Regions from separate parts of the Mus musculus genome. Here all the other regions are linked to region 3. A link is a contact called in public Hi-C data. All regions are on one chromosome and are shown on one strand. The core of a region is the stretch at or near the end of the contact, and the rest is flanking DNA. Distances in the headings are between cores, read along the strand shown. Region 1 has its middle 12 kb from the start of Gm41111. Region 2 has its middle 8.5 kb from the start of Gm41112. Region 3 has its middle 15 kb from the start of Gm32379. Region 4 overlaps Gm32645 (a long non-coding RNA gene).

Region 1 (3,158 bases), core at 32-2,531, 230 kb before region 3:
GGTTTTTTTCCTAGAACCCACCGTGGAAGGAGAGAACTTTATTCCCAAACAGTGTCATCTGACCTCCACACAGATGCCATAGCCCATGTCTGCCTATGCACGCGTGCGTGCGTGTGTGTGTGTGTGTGTGTGTGTGTGTGTGTATGTGTGTGTGTGTGTGTGTGTGTGTGTGTGTGTGTATGTGTGTGTATGGACAAACAACAACAACAACAACCCTCCCTGCTGTAGGGTCAAATTGCAACTCAGCCTGGCTCACAAGCGTGGTGACCGGCCTGCCTGCCCCTGGTCTCCTGCTCTGCTCCCCCACTCCCACATCCAGCTCTTTCATTTTGTACTGCTGCCAGATTCAAGCATTCATCGCCGGTGAAATGATCGATGCTGTCTTTCACCTCGTCTCTGTCTTGAATGCCCTTCCTTTCCTAAATAACATCTATTCCTGCTTTTGAATTAATCTTCGCGCTCCCGTCCGTCAGCTAGGAAGCCTTCCATTAAGCACTCCAGATTTGAATTATATTCTCCTTCCTCTGCTCCCACAGCAGTGGAGACAGGGGTGCTGCACCTTGAACAGTGGTGGCTTCCCGGATATTCTAGGCAGAGACCCCCTTTGCTACCCACTGCGACCCTTTGCTTCTGTGTTTGGGAAGGTGGCTTATCAAGCTACCTACTTGGGAGGATGCCATCAGAGGGAGCAGAGACCTGCCCACCACTTCTCAGGGAAACCCAGGGTACCCCCTTGTCTATCACTACCAATGTCTTTATGCCTGCCATTCTTGCTGTCATATAGCAGTGATCTAGTCACAATAACCAAGGTGGCCTGATAACCAGGGATGTCCAGCGCAGGAATGTTGAATTAAACAATACATGTTTGGCTAATGCCCTTTGCTGCTCACTATATCAGGGTCTTGACTGCATGCTCATAGGATGGGAGATAATGGAGACTAACAAGGACTTTGGACATATGCTCTGGAATCCTAACACAAATCTCAGGCTCAAATGTAGCTTTCTACAGCACCCTTAGTGTTGAGCAGAGGCAATATTCTGTATGGACTGCTGCAAGGGAACATCAGAGAACATGGAGGACCATCCGTGGCTGTTAGAGGCAGGGGGTGGGGCGGGACTGTAGAATGAGATTCGGGAAAGCATCAACTCTGAAACCACTGGGATCTTAAAGGCAGTTGTAGTGTGAACTCCAGAGCTCTCTGTCGCCATGCTCCCTTGCTGGGATCTGCAACCGTGTTCCCAGGCATTGAACATTTAGCTGCTGGGCAGGGAGGGAGGTGGGGGTGGAAGAGTGGGAACAGCCAACAACTCCTGGGGACAACTGCCTCCTCCAAGCCTTTTCTGCCAGGATCTGAGGAAGCCTGTTTACACGGGTCCCCCCTGTGGTCTCTGCTGCTTAATATGCCTTTTGAAAATGACGCTCGGTGGGATGTGTGCACATTTGTAATTACAAAGGCCCGGCTGTTTTTTTTTTTTTTTTTTTGACAATCTGTGCCTACTAATTTCTCAGCGGCAGGGAAGGGAAGCAGGAAATGTCCCCAGCCCTGCTTCAGGAACGGGCAGGCTCCTGAGCGGTGTGGTGAAGGACTTCTATTTACAAAGTCTGTTCATTCCAGACCAACTCTGCTCCGCCCAGGGAGGATCTGAGCTGCACTGGGAGGGGATGAGCTGTCCAGGGTGGCATGGGGGCATGAGAAGGTCGTGTGAAGCTTCGTCCTGTTTACGCTGCTCTTGTGGAAGTCCTGGTGTCCCTCCATATCAACCCTGGCAGGAACTGGGAGGATAAAGCAAGGCATTCCCAGAGTGGGAACCTCAAGTGGCTCGTCATCTCATCTCGAGGGGAGACAAGGGTGAAGCCCACAGGCAGAGACAGCCTTCCCAGTAACTGAGACACCGACCTGGGCTCGCAGGAGAGGGATGGAGCCTCGGGTGGAAAGAGGAGGGCCTGCGGAGACCACAGCCAAGTCTTTGAAACTGAGCTGTGGTTGAAGCCAGGTCAACACACTCACAGGCCTCCCGCATGCTATCGATGTCTGGGTGGAACCCCACCTGAAAGCCTGCTGAAACGCAGGGTCCAGCTCTGCCTTTGCAGAACAGTGGCTCTTTGAATCAAGGTGTCCGAGAATTAAGTTTCCCCAGTGTTCCCAGGGCTCAGACTTAAAGTTGAGGCGGGCATGGGGGTGTGGGGTGGGAGGGGGGGGTGCAGAACTTGATGGAGTTGCTGATAGGTCTCTCCTGGCTAAAAGTGATGACATTGGCAAGAAACTGATCTTTCTGGGGAGCAGAAACTCAAGAGCCCTCAAGTGCAGAACACAAGGCCAGCTGTGTGACCTGCCACACAGGCCTGGCTTTGATACCTAAGGAGGTAGTGGCAGGGACCACCTGGTATTGGGTATCAGTCTCAGACCCCGAAGGAGCAGAGCACTAGAAGACGCCTCTGATCTTGTCTCCTCCTTCTTTGTATAGAATCAGAACACATTCAGGCCAGAAGCAGAAAGCGTGTAATCACTTTCCTTCCTCTGTGTCCCAGACAGACAAATTGAGATCCAGATCTGTGGCCTCAAGGGACTTGTCCTTAGGCAGCAGTGCACAGATATGGGACTCAGAACCGGTGCTCCGGGTCTCCCATGCACTGCTAGCTGCGACTGGAGAAAGAAACAAAAGTCACAGCCCGAAGAAGGCCTTTGTCACCGCAAGGCAGACCGGAGTCACAGCACACCTCCATCTGGTCGTCTTCTCACTCATTTTGGGAGCCTGCTGTGCGCTGTTCCCCCACTGTAAGCTGATGCCCACACCACAGTGTCTGGCCAAAGCAGATCTCAGCTGTTGGTTGTGCTTATTTAAAGGCTAAGTCAGTCTGTGCAAAGCAGACCCTGCTGGGCTTGGCTTCCTTCACTGTCAGACCATGTGCTCCCAGGCTAGTCCACACCTGCCAGACTGGGAAAGACAGAGGTCATTTAATGAGAGTGTTACCTTTACATAGATAGAATGCCAAGGACAGCAGTGTGGGTGTGACAGGGCTGGCACAGGAATGAAAGGGGCTCTCTTGAAGCATTTCACTATTTGAGTCCATCCAAATACTAGAATATACACCTTATACGGGATGGCTGATAAACATCAGAAATGTGTTTTTCATGGAACAGAAAACTGGAAGTCTG
Region 2 (3,218 bases), core at 641-3,140, 180 kb before region 3:
CCAAGCCTCTCATCCTCATTTTATAGAGCCACCAATACAAAAATGGAGTCCCCATCCTGATGACCTAACCTAATCCCAGGCACTTCCCCAAAGCCCACAACCAAATATATAGATTGTGAGTGTGGGGGCAAGTTTCCAACGTGTGAACTTTTATGAACACATCCAGACCATAATAGTCACTCTCCTTCCAAATCACACTTTTGTCTTTTGCCGTGTCTATCTGAAAACTTCTTTGTCCAAGTTCAGTTCAGATATCAGTCAGCAAGACCGTTTTTAACTTTTTAAATTTTTGTTAGATTTACTGACTGCTTGCATAAGAATTTGCCTACACACATGTCTGTGTACCACGCACATGCCTGGTACCTGAGGAGATCAGAGAGAGTGTCAGATCCCCTGGAAGCATAGTTAGATATGGTTGGAAAGCACCACGTGGGTCCTGTGTAAGAGCAGCAAATGCTCTCAAGCACTGAGTCACATCTCCAGCCCCTGCAAGGCCTGTCTGCATTTGTGTAGTGAAACCTCCACCAAGCCAGGGAGTTGGAGTCTTCCTGGCTGCCTTGCCTCCTTGTCTGCAAGAACATGGAGGGTGAGGACTGTGGCTTGCCCCCTACTGCTTGTCCCAAGACTTGTCTCACAGTGAGTTGTGGGAAAGAATCGGGGTCATCCCCAGCTTCAGAGTCTTCCCAGTCAACCCCACCTGCCTTTGTCATCCACTCGTGGGATGACAGAAAGGTTATTTCATGTGCCATCAGATGGAAATAGCTATATCTCAGGGCATGCGGTGGTGTCCCCAAATCGCAGGGCTCAGGGATGGTGAAGCTTTCGGCTTGATTCTGAGCCTCAACTGTCCACAGTCCAGCTCAGGAAGAGTCAAGGCTCTCAGGCTACAATATACATATATACAGACATCACACACCTCTCTCTCTCTCTCTCTCTCTCTCTCTCTCTCTCTCTCTCTCTCTCTCTCTCACACACACACACACACACACACACACACACACACACATGTATGCACACGAGCATGGAGTGGGGTACTGTGGCCGAGGGTAGTTTATCCCATGAATTTCAGAAATATCTCCTGGTTCAAAGTGTCTCTAAGTGTTAACTCTGTGTCATGTATTTGGGGCAGAGGGCAGACAGAGAGTAGCAGGAAGGTGAACAGATTCTAGGCGTGGTAGTTCTCAAGGTTAGCATATATACCTAGACCACCTATCTTCAGGCCATCATCAAAGCAGACTCCATGACCCTGAGTGGCAGGTTGTCAAGACTTCTGGGAGTTGCTGTGCTAGCCAAGGAGCGATAGAACTCAGGAAACATCTGGGGAGAAGCTAGAGGCAGGAAGGGCAGCACTTGCTCCGGGAGCCGTGTTTTAAGAAGGCAGGAGGGGGAAAGATGGCAGCTGAGAGATTGGTGCCAGTCCAGTCCCTGTCAGCCTAGGGGCAAACATTGCCAACACACTGTCTCTGGAGCAACATATGTCCCCAAGCCCAACCAACCCCATGCCTGAGAGTAGAAACGCCTCTCAGGTGCCCTGGACTCTTTTCTTGGTTTTGGAATGTGCTGGGCCACCCCTAAGGCTCACTTTCCAGCTCCTGTGCTCTACTGAGAGTTCACAACCATGTCAGACATCGTCAGGGGATTCTGGCGCGACACCCCAACTCGTAACACCACAGCAGGGCAAGAGCTGGCTCTGCAAGGCCATGACTGGGAAAATCATCACCCAAGGTGGGGCAGGATAGGCTGCAAACTCCCCCCCCCCTCCAGGTTCCTCTGCTCCATCCTCTGCCGTGACCCATAAATTCACCAAGATGAAGTCATTCCCCAGCCGTGGCTGTAAAAAGTCAGCTGCATAGCTGCAGAGTTTGCAGCCGAGTCAGATTATAAAATAAAACCAGAGATTCTGGAGAGCGGAGGGTCAAGCCAGCCAGCCCTGAGGGGAGGGGAGATGGCTGTTCTGTTGTTTTTAACAAGCACCAGAAGGTTTCAGCTTTGTAAGATTCCTCACCCTGCTCCCCCACCTTCCCACAACTCCTTTTAAAGTAGAGGATCGTGCAACTTCAGGGCTTCTTCAGTGTTACAAAAATAAAACCAAAATACAAACTTAAAAAAGAAAAAAACAACAACAGTCTGTAAGTTCTCTTTCCTGCTGTGTTTGAAGCAGACCTCAGACCCTATTCTTCTGAAGTTTCCTGAAATTTGACCAGAATCTGGGAACTCAGAGAAGTCACAGACCCTGCCTCTTTCATTCCCTGAAGCCGGAGTGAGAGCCAGAGCCAGGAAGCTGGAGTGGCCCAGGAGCTGAGCATGCCACCTGCCCAACTCCAGTGGGACAGCTTTCTGATCTACATAGCAGGTTCTTGCCAGTTGCCTCTGGTCCCTCCAGGTCAGCCTTCACCACTTTCTCCATCTGAGTACATCCCTCATGCAGACACTAGGGGATGGTCTGGGAACAGAGCAATTGACAACGCAGACAAAGGCACTTGCCTCTGCTTTCTCTATCTGGGAAGGGCTGAGTAGCCAGAACCTTAAAAAAGTGAGACCACTAATGTCCTTGTCATCCTTCTAGCAAGGACACCCATGAAGGTCAGGCTGAGACCATCTCACATGTGCAATAACCTCTTAGCTCACCAAGTACCCATTTAGTCTTTGTACATCATGAGGAAAGAAATGAGCTGCGTAACAAATGACTCCAAGCACAGAGATCAGAACAACAAGTGTGCATCGTCTCATGGGATCTCTGGATGCACAAAGTCAGGAACGAGGCTGTGGTGCATCTGATGGCCTGACTGAGGCAGGTCCTCCCCTCTCCTCTCCCATGCATGGAGGTTTTTGCAAGGGCCTATTGAGGAGCTTGTTGGACAAAGGGCTCAGTTCCTCTCTAACTGTTGCCCTGAAAGTCCTTCTCTGTGGCTGCACAGACCTCGCTGTAGAAGGTTTCTTTCATCATGAGCAATGAGTGTGCCTAAGATGGACCATATACACTTTTTAATAACATGATCTTTAGTATGGTACTCCTATATAGTTCTGTATTTGGTTTGTTAGAAACAAGTTGCTGGGTCCAGCATACGCTCAAGGGAGAGCATTGTACAGTGGCTGAATACTAGGGGGGGAAGGAGAACTGGGGTCCATTTTGGAGGAGGCTACTTAAAATAGAATCTAAGCGGTGATAACCAAGACTTCAATGTGTATTGAACACCCTCCATGCTCTGAGAGCTGTT
Region 3 (2,862 bases), core at 18-2,517:
GCAGAGAGCAGTTGAAGATATCAAAGGGAAGATAGGATGTTAAATTTGAGTGATCAATGTTTAATAGTCAGGGTTGTAAGCTGTCACGAGGGATGCAGTGGGTGGGAAGCCTCACGTACTGTAGGATTTGAGATGACACTGCCCCGGGCTGTGGAGGAGCCCTCTGGCATCCCTGTAAATAGGGAGGACAGATCAAGAGGTACAGGGGTGAGCCCACACTCCTCTGCCTGGCTGCTTATGTGGGGGGCATTGCATAGAATAGGGATGTTTTGGGTGGAAGTAAACCCTCAGATTCTGACCAAGCAGCAACCAATCATACAAATATTGGTCTCTTCTCAACAGGACGGTTAAGGGCCCCCAGAAAGGTAGAGAGGGGTCCACCTTGGATTAAGGAGACCTGAGGATCCAGCCCTTGTCAGGGATAACTTCAACATTGCACTGAAACTTCTCTGGGCAGAAATAGGAGGCTGCATGGACTCTGGGAGAAATGGATGCTAAAGGGGGTGGGACCTTCCTCTGTAGGACAGTCTCAGGGGCAGAGCCTGCCCTTCTGGGTCTCCTAGCATCTATGATGTCTGTTGCCATTCACAAGAGCTTGGAGGAATGTCAGCTCCCTTGCTTTGTGATATCCAGACCCTAGCAGATGGGGTGAGCTCCCCCAACCCAGGCCCTCTGTCAGTCACCCTCACAGGTTGTTCTGTGGCAGGGAACACGGCTCCCTCTGGTCCCTCCCCTGGAGCTCATATGCACGGCTGTGGAGTGACAGGGCTGAGGACCAGAAGGAGCGAGCTCCCTAAAAGCTTTCTTGGCTGAAGAGCAAGAGACAGGCTGGGCTGTCCCCACAGGCAGCCCTCATCTGTTCCCAAATTCGGGCATCCCCAGAGAGCATCAGGAAGGGCTTGGAGGAGTGGAGATGCAGACTGACTGACAGAAGAACAAATCCTGAAACTCCAGCCCCTGTGCCTGGCTAGGCAGGGGCCTCCAGACCTCACATGGCTGCCTGCCACCTCCTGAGCAAAACACAATTTCACGACTCTTTGGGGGATAAAGGATTTTATTTACCTCTTTTCAAAAGCTTCAGAATTCTTCCTGAACATCAAATAACTCCTGGCAAACACATCCTGATGAGTAACACGAAGTGAAATAGAACCAGATGGGCTGACTCGCTCTGGGCTTGCGCGGGAGGGGGAAGGGCGGATCTCACTCACAGAGAGGCTGGGCTGTGGGCCACAGGAAGTGCATCAGGAGGGGGGCACAGCCTTCCAAGCAGGGAGGGGACAAAGTCCCCTGGACTTTGCCGGAGATGGAGTCACACTGCCTGCCATCTGGCTTTGTTGGGAAGAGAAAAGAAATGGGGTTTCCGGCAGCCTGTTGGTGGCACCCCAGCAGTGTGGATCATGCCAAGCCTGGCATCTATGGCACTTGGGACCCAGGGGACTCTGAGACATAAGCTCCTGTGATAGGGAGATTGGATGGCCAGTGTATTTAGAATCCTCTAAGAACCTCCTGAGGACTCCGCGAATTATCCAAACAAGAGTGCTCTCTCTCTCTCTCTCTCTCTCTCTCTCTCTCTCTCTCTCTCTCTCTCTCTCTCTCTCTTGATTTGGTTCCACTCAGCTGAAACACACCATTTCCCAGCCTCTTTTCAAGAGGAAGCACTGTAGCAGCCCTGACCAGTGGGAAGCAGCTAGTGTCTAAGCCACTCCTTCCTTGTGCCATCCTTGACCTCCAGGAGGGAGGCTACAGCTGGAGCTGGAGTTCCACGGATGAGATGAGCAAGTCTGGTGGGGCAGGGAGCCTGAACCGCACATGCTCTGTGGAGCCACTGACTTATCCTTGAACATCTCTGGCCTTGTGCCTATCCGTGAGGATGTGCTGCTGTGGGGTTAGGCAGACGATATTAGGGTTCTCTGGATCCTGACACCAGACCAGTGGCTCCAGTCCCAGGGAAGCAGTCCTAGCAATCCAGACTGCATCAACTAATCTCTTATGCTCCAGAGACTCCCATGCCTCATGTAGCTGTCCCAGTTGCCTTAGGGGTCTCCTGCCCAACTCCTTCAGGAGGCTCTTGCCACTTCCACGGCAGCAGAGGCCACTAGCCCCAGTGTTCAGCCTGCCGCGCCCCCCCCCCCCCCGTGACCTCTCCAGACGGTAGCCTGTCTTTTAAGAGCAGAATGTTAAAACTGAGGGTACCGACCCTCTAGCTTATCTGGGTGTGGTCATCTTAACATGGGGTTAGATAAAATGAAACTTGTGTGTGGCAAACCAGGCCATGTTAGTCACCCAGGGTGGTAAGAGAGCCACATGGGAACTTGGAAAGCTTATCCATTGATTTTTTTTTTCTGGCATGGACTTTAACGGCAGGATCTCTTAGATGACAAACATCTGAAGCAGAACTTTTACATGTAAGGCAGACTCTGACGGGCCTCTTCTGGGAAGTCCTGGAGATTCTGCAGAGCACTGTTGGAAGTCACCGTGGCTGAAAGCAAAGGAAAATGCAGACAGCTAGCAAGCTGGGCAGAGCTGGGAACAGCAGCAGAGTTTGACTGCTAGTGGTTCCCAGCTCCTCCACACCAAAGGCCCCAATATTGGACACATGCGCTTCTTCCAGCAGATTCTTAATTGGGGCTCCAGGCCATCCATAGGCGAGGCTTCCAACCTGCAGCCCCGGCTTCCTCTCTCTGGCACTGTGTCAGTCTCCAGCCACTGCTCATGCTGCTCACCTTCCACACAACTTTCTCAGAGACTGGCCTAACTTTCCTGAAGGAACATGTCCCCTGACCCATTGCTATAGTATGTTCAAGCTCATATTTCCAAACCCCAGTCTGACCCTCAGTCTCTCTCCCCAAACTTTCATCTTCC
Region 4 (2,883 bases), core at 287-2,786, 190 kb after region 3:
CTGAGACTCAGGACAAGCAACGACACATTGGGTCCCTCATCATCACCATAAAGCTGGTTAGCACAGCTCAGACAGTGGACACTTGCAAGGCCTAGTGTTGTACCCTACAGAAGGGCTTGGCCCTGGACATATGTAGCTAGTCTAAGGGTATTTGTACCTGTCCCTCTTACTATATGTATAGTATATAACAGCAGAACATGGTCTTTCAAGGTCACACTCCCAAGCTCAGTTTTCTTATACAGAAACAGTAAAGGAGTCAGAGTCTACTCTTCTATCCCCACCCTGTGTCTGATACCCCAGCAGGACCCAGTGAGACTGTAACCTCTCTGGGAGCAAGGGACATCTAACAACATCCATGCCCACATCCACCTATTCTTTCAGCAGCCATATCTTTGAATACATCCCATAGGCTAGGCACTATGCCAAGTGCTATCTGCCCATAGCAAGGCTTGGCCCCAAACTGGTTCAATCAGTGTTTGTAGACTGATTCTTGGCCTCTCCCATCTGTCTGGACAATGAAGATCATGACCATGGGTGGGCCCTGGAAAGACTCCCATGAGCAAGTCCCTGACTACCAGTAGCCGAAACACAGCTGTTTCTCCCAGCAGCTCTTGTGCCTGTGACTTTCTCTGACTTCCTCTGGGGTGAGCAAGGCTCTTTTTCCCCCAACATAAGAGAACACAAGGCATAGAGAGGTGTAGTGTCTGTCTGCAGACACACAGCCAGAGCTAGGAGCTCAGGTCTGATGGGTGCAAATTCCAAATTTTAGAATGCGACCAGCTCGGGCAAGTAGAGATGTGTCGGAATGTGCCTGGGAGTCTGGAGTTGAGATTAATCTCGAAGGCCAGCATCAGGCACTGCTGAAACCAAACCCCAGCAATGGCTGCCTCTACCAGCTGCTCAGCTGGGTAACGTGCCCTCAGATGTCTCGTGGTAAACTATAGGACATCTGTACCAGACAAAGCCTGCTGTCTGTCTAAGAGAAGAAAGGGAGAACCACAGTGCTTGTAGAGCCATTGGTCCCTGGGCAAGAACATGAAGTCTCAGAGTTCAGGGACAGTTCTTAGGGAAGCCGGAAGAGTAAGTAGAAGCAGAATCCTCCTGCGGAGGTCAGCTTCAATTAAAACATCCAGCCTCAAGGAGGAGGAGGAGGAGGAGGAGGAGGAGAGGAGGGAAGGAGGGGAGGAGAGAGAGGGGAGGAGGGGAGGAGGGGAGGAGGAAGGTCTAGGGTTGTAGAGGCCTTCCAACATGTTTCTCTGCTCCTCAGTCACAGAGGAGGCACTGTGTACCAGTGCCCAACCAGTATCCACATTTTCTGAAGGCAGGCCCGAGTTGTCAATCCAGAGACTAGACAGAAGAACTCAGCTCCACATGTAAGTGAGTCCCTGTCCCTAGGCAGGCACAGGCCTGGCCCTGGTTTCCTGATCTGTCTTGGCTATTGAAATCTAATGGGAAAGGGGGTGCAGAGGAGGCCTGGGATCTAGGCAAACTGACAGCTGAAGAATCAGCAAGACCCAGCCCAGGAGTCAGGCCTGACTGTGCTGGCCACTATCCAGACAGCTGAGCCTAGCTTGCAGTCCAGGGGCACATGACACTCCAAGGACCAAGTAAAGCCTGGGCTCCCATGTGAGTCTGGACACTCAGGGCCACTTGGCAGGCAGCAGGGTTCGGAGCCTGATGCTCTTCCCTGGTCTCAGGTTGGATTCCTACTGCTGAGACCTGCATGCATGTGGGAGTCATCTTGGCTGTACTGCCCATGGGACACATCTCTAAGGTCCAGCCTTGTTGTGCTCCCTGGATGTCCATAAGCAAGCTACTGGTCATTTGCCTGTGACTTCGGTGCCCTGGGATGAGAGCCATGACCAGGTTCCTGCCTCTCCAGTGCCATGCTGGTACATGCACCCTCGTGTGCAGGTTTATGAACACCCTGCACCAGTATGGCACTCCATGCAGGGGAGTGCCCTGCCATAGAAAAGCTGGCAAGACAGTGAGGCAGCAGGCCCACAGCGAGGCCCCTAACAAAGGCGGGGCGTTGGCAGGCAGCAGAAGAGGGGCGGGCTGAGATGGATGTGGCTTGGAGCCTAACAGGCCACCAGCAGCCGCAGCATCTGCTTTTTCTCACCTCTAAAGGGAATCGATTTGTCTCTGACTGATTTCCCTGACGTCTAGTTTTCTTCTCCGCCCGGCTGTCAACCCAGCCACTGTGCACAGGGCGGGGGAGGCCCTGGCCGTCAGCCTGCCTGCCTGCCTGCCCGCCTGCCTGCTCCTACCTCCCCATGCGCCCACATGCTCAAGGCTGATCTCATACTCATAGCCACAAAAAAAGCCCACACCCCACAGACAGCCTACCCACCCCAGACACAAACCCCACAAGATATGCACATCACACCCACCCACACACAGACAACCTGCCCACAACATAGACATCCCACATAATACACATAACACGTACACACACACAGATAACAACCTGCCCACAATACATTCACAGCCACACACAGGCAACTGGACCATAACCTGCCCACAACATATACAACATACACAACATACACACCCTACACAATACATACCCCATACATATATACACACAACCCACCCAGAACAACCCACTTACAGATAACATGCCCACAGCACACACACATGCCACAATGTATATGTATATACATGTGTTATATGTTATCATACTCCTACCCATAGACAACCTGCTCTCAGCATGTACACAATACATAGACCCTCTCTTTCAGATGATGTCTCCTCCACTCACACATATATACACACATATATAGACATACCTCTCGCCTGTATTTAACAGACCCACACACCCTGAACTAGATACACAGACCACTCATGCTCCCACTTACAGGTAATGTGCCCATTACCCCC

What was found. Hi-C and Micro-C count contacts between places; a contact is called where the count stands out from the background.
Region 1: a Hi-C map of cerebral cortex shows a contact between it and region 3, with 2.5 times the contacts expected there. The contact joins two enhancer-like sites. A contact is called at or near these places in 3 of 484 Hi-C or Micro-C datasets (cerebral cortex, cranial neural crest and nephron progenitors), 3 of 115 datasets of contacts at active chromatin or transcription factors (embryonic forebrain, embryonic stem cells and stem cell-derived neural progenitor cells) and 3 of 9 other capture datasets (embryonic stem cells, embryonic tail and embryonic trunk).
Region 2: a Hi-C map of uterus shows a contact between it and region 3, with 2.9 times the contacts expected there. The contact joins two enhancer-like sites. A contact is called at or near these places in 1 of 39 promoter capture datasets (the 3T3-L1 cell line), 7 of 484 Hi-C or Micro-C datasets (the 3T3-L1 cell line, cerebral cortex, forebrain and 1 more) and 1 of 115 datasets of contacts at active chromatin or transcription factors (the NIH/3T3 cell line).
Region 4: a Hi-C map of the N1E-115 cell line shows a contact between it and region 3, with 2.8 times the contacts expected there. The contact joins two enhancer-like sites. A contact is called at or near these places in 1 of 484 Hi-C or Micro-C datasets (the N1E-115 cell line) and 3 of 115 datasets of contacts at active chromatin or transcription factors (embryonic basal ganglia, embryonic stem cells and stem cell-derived neural progenitor cells).

Annotation. Positions count from the first base shown.
Region 1 is chr14:24,992,615-24,995,772 of GRCm38.p6, forward strand. No RefSeq gene overlaps it. Among named protein-coding and RNA genes, the nearest start is that of Gm41111, 12 kb to the left of the region's middle. Within about 2 kb of position 1,282, at least 29 of the 459 cell types and tissues checked have an H3K27ac peak or open chromatin away from gene starts, as enhancers often do. A contact at or near this core is called in cerebral cortex, where this site is marked.
Region 2 is chr14:25,040,616-25,043,833 of GRCm38.p6, forward strand. No RefSeq gene overlaps it. Among named protein-coding and RNA genes, the nearest start is that of Gm41112, 8.5 kb to the right of the region's middle. Within about 2 kb of position 1,891, at least 27 of the 459 cell types and tissues checked have an H3K27ac peak or open chromatin away from gene starts, as enhancers often do. A contact at or near this core is called in uterus, where this site is marked.
Region 3 is chr14:25,225,509-25,228,370 of GRCm38.p6, forward strand. No RefSeq gene overlaps it. Among named protein-coding and RNA genes, the nearest start is that of Gm32379, 15 kb to the left of the region's middle. Within about 2 kb of position 1,268, at least 221 of the 459 cell types and tissues checked have an H3K27ac peak or open chromatin away from gene starts, as enhancers often do. A contact at or near this core is called in the N1E-115 cell line, cerebral cortex, embryonic basal ganglia and 1 more, where this site is marked.
Region 4 is chr14:25,419,650-25,422,532 of GRCm38.p6, forward strand. It overlaps Gm32645 (a long non-coding RNA gene), which reads left to right. Exons shown (of 7, transcript XR_003951092.1): 6 at 1,268-1,373. Among named protein-coding and RNA genes, the nearest start is that of Zmiz1os1, 14 kb to the left of the region's middle. Within about 2 kb of position 1,537, at least 98 of the 459 cell types and tissues checked have an H3K27ac peak or open chromatin away from gene starts, as enhancers often do. A contact at or near this core is called in the N1E-115 cell line and embryonic basal ganglia, where this site is marked.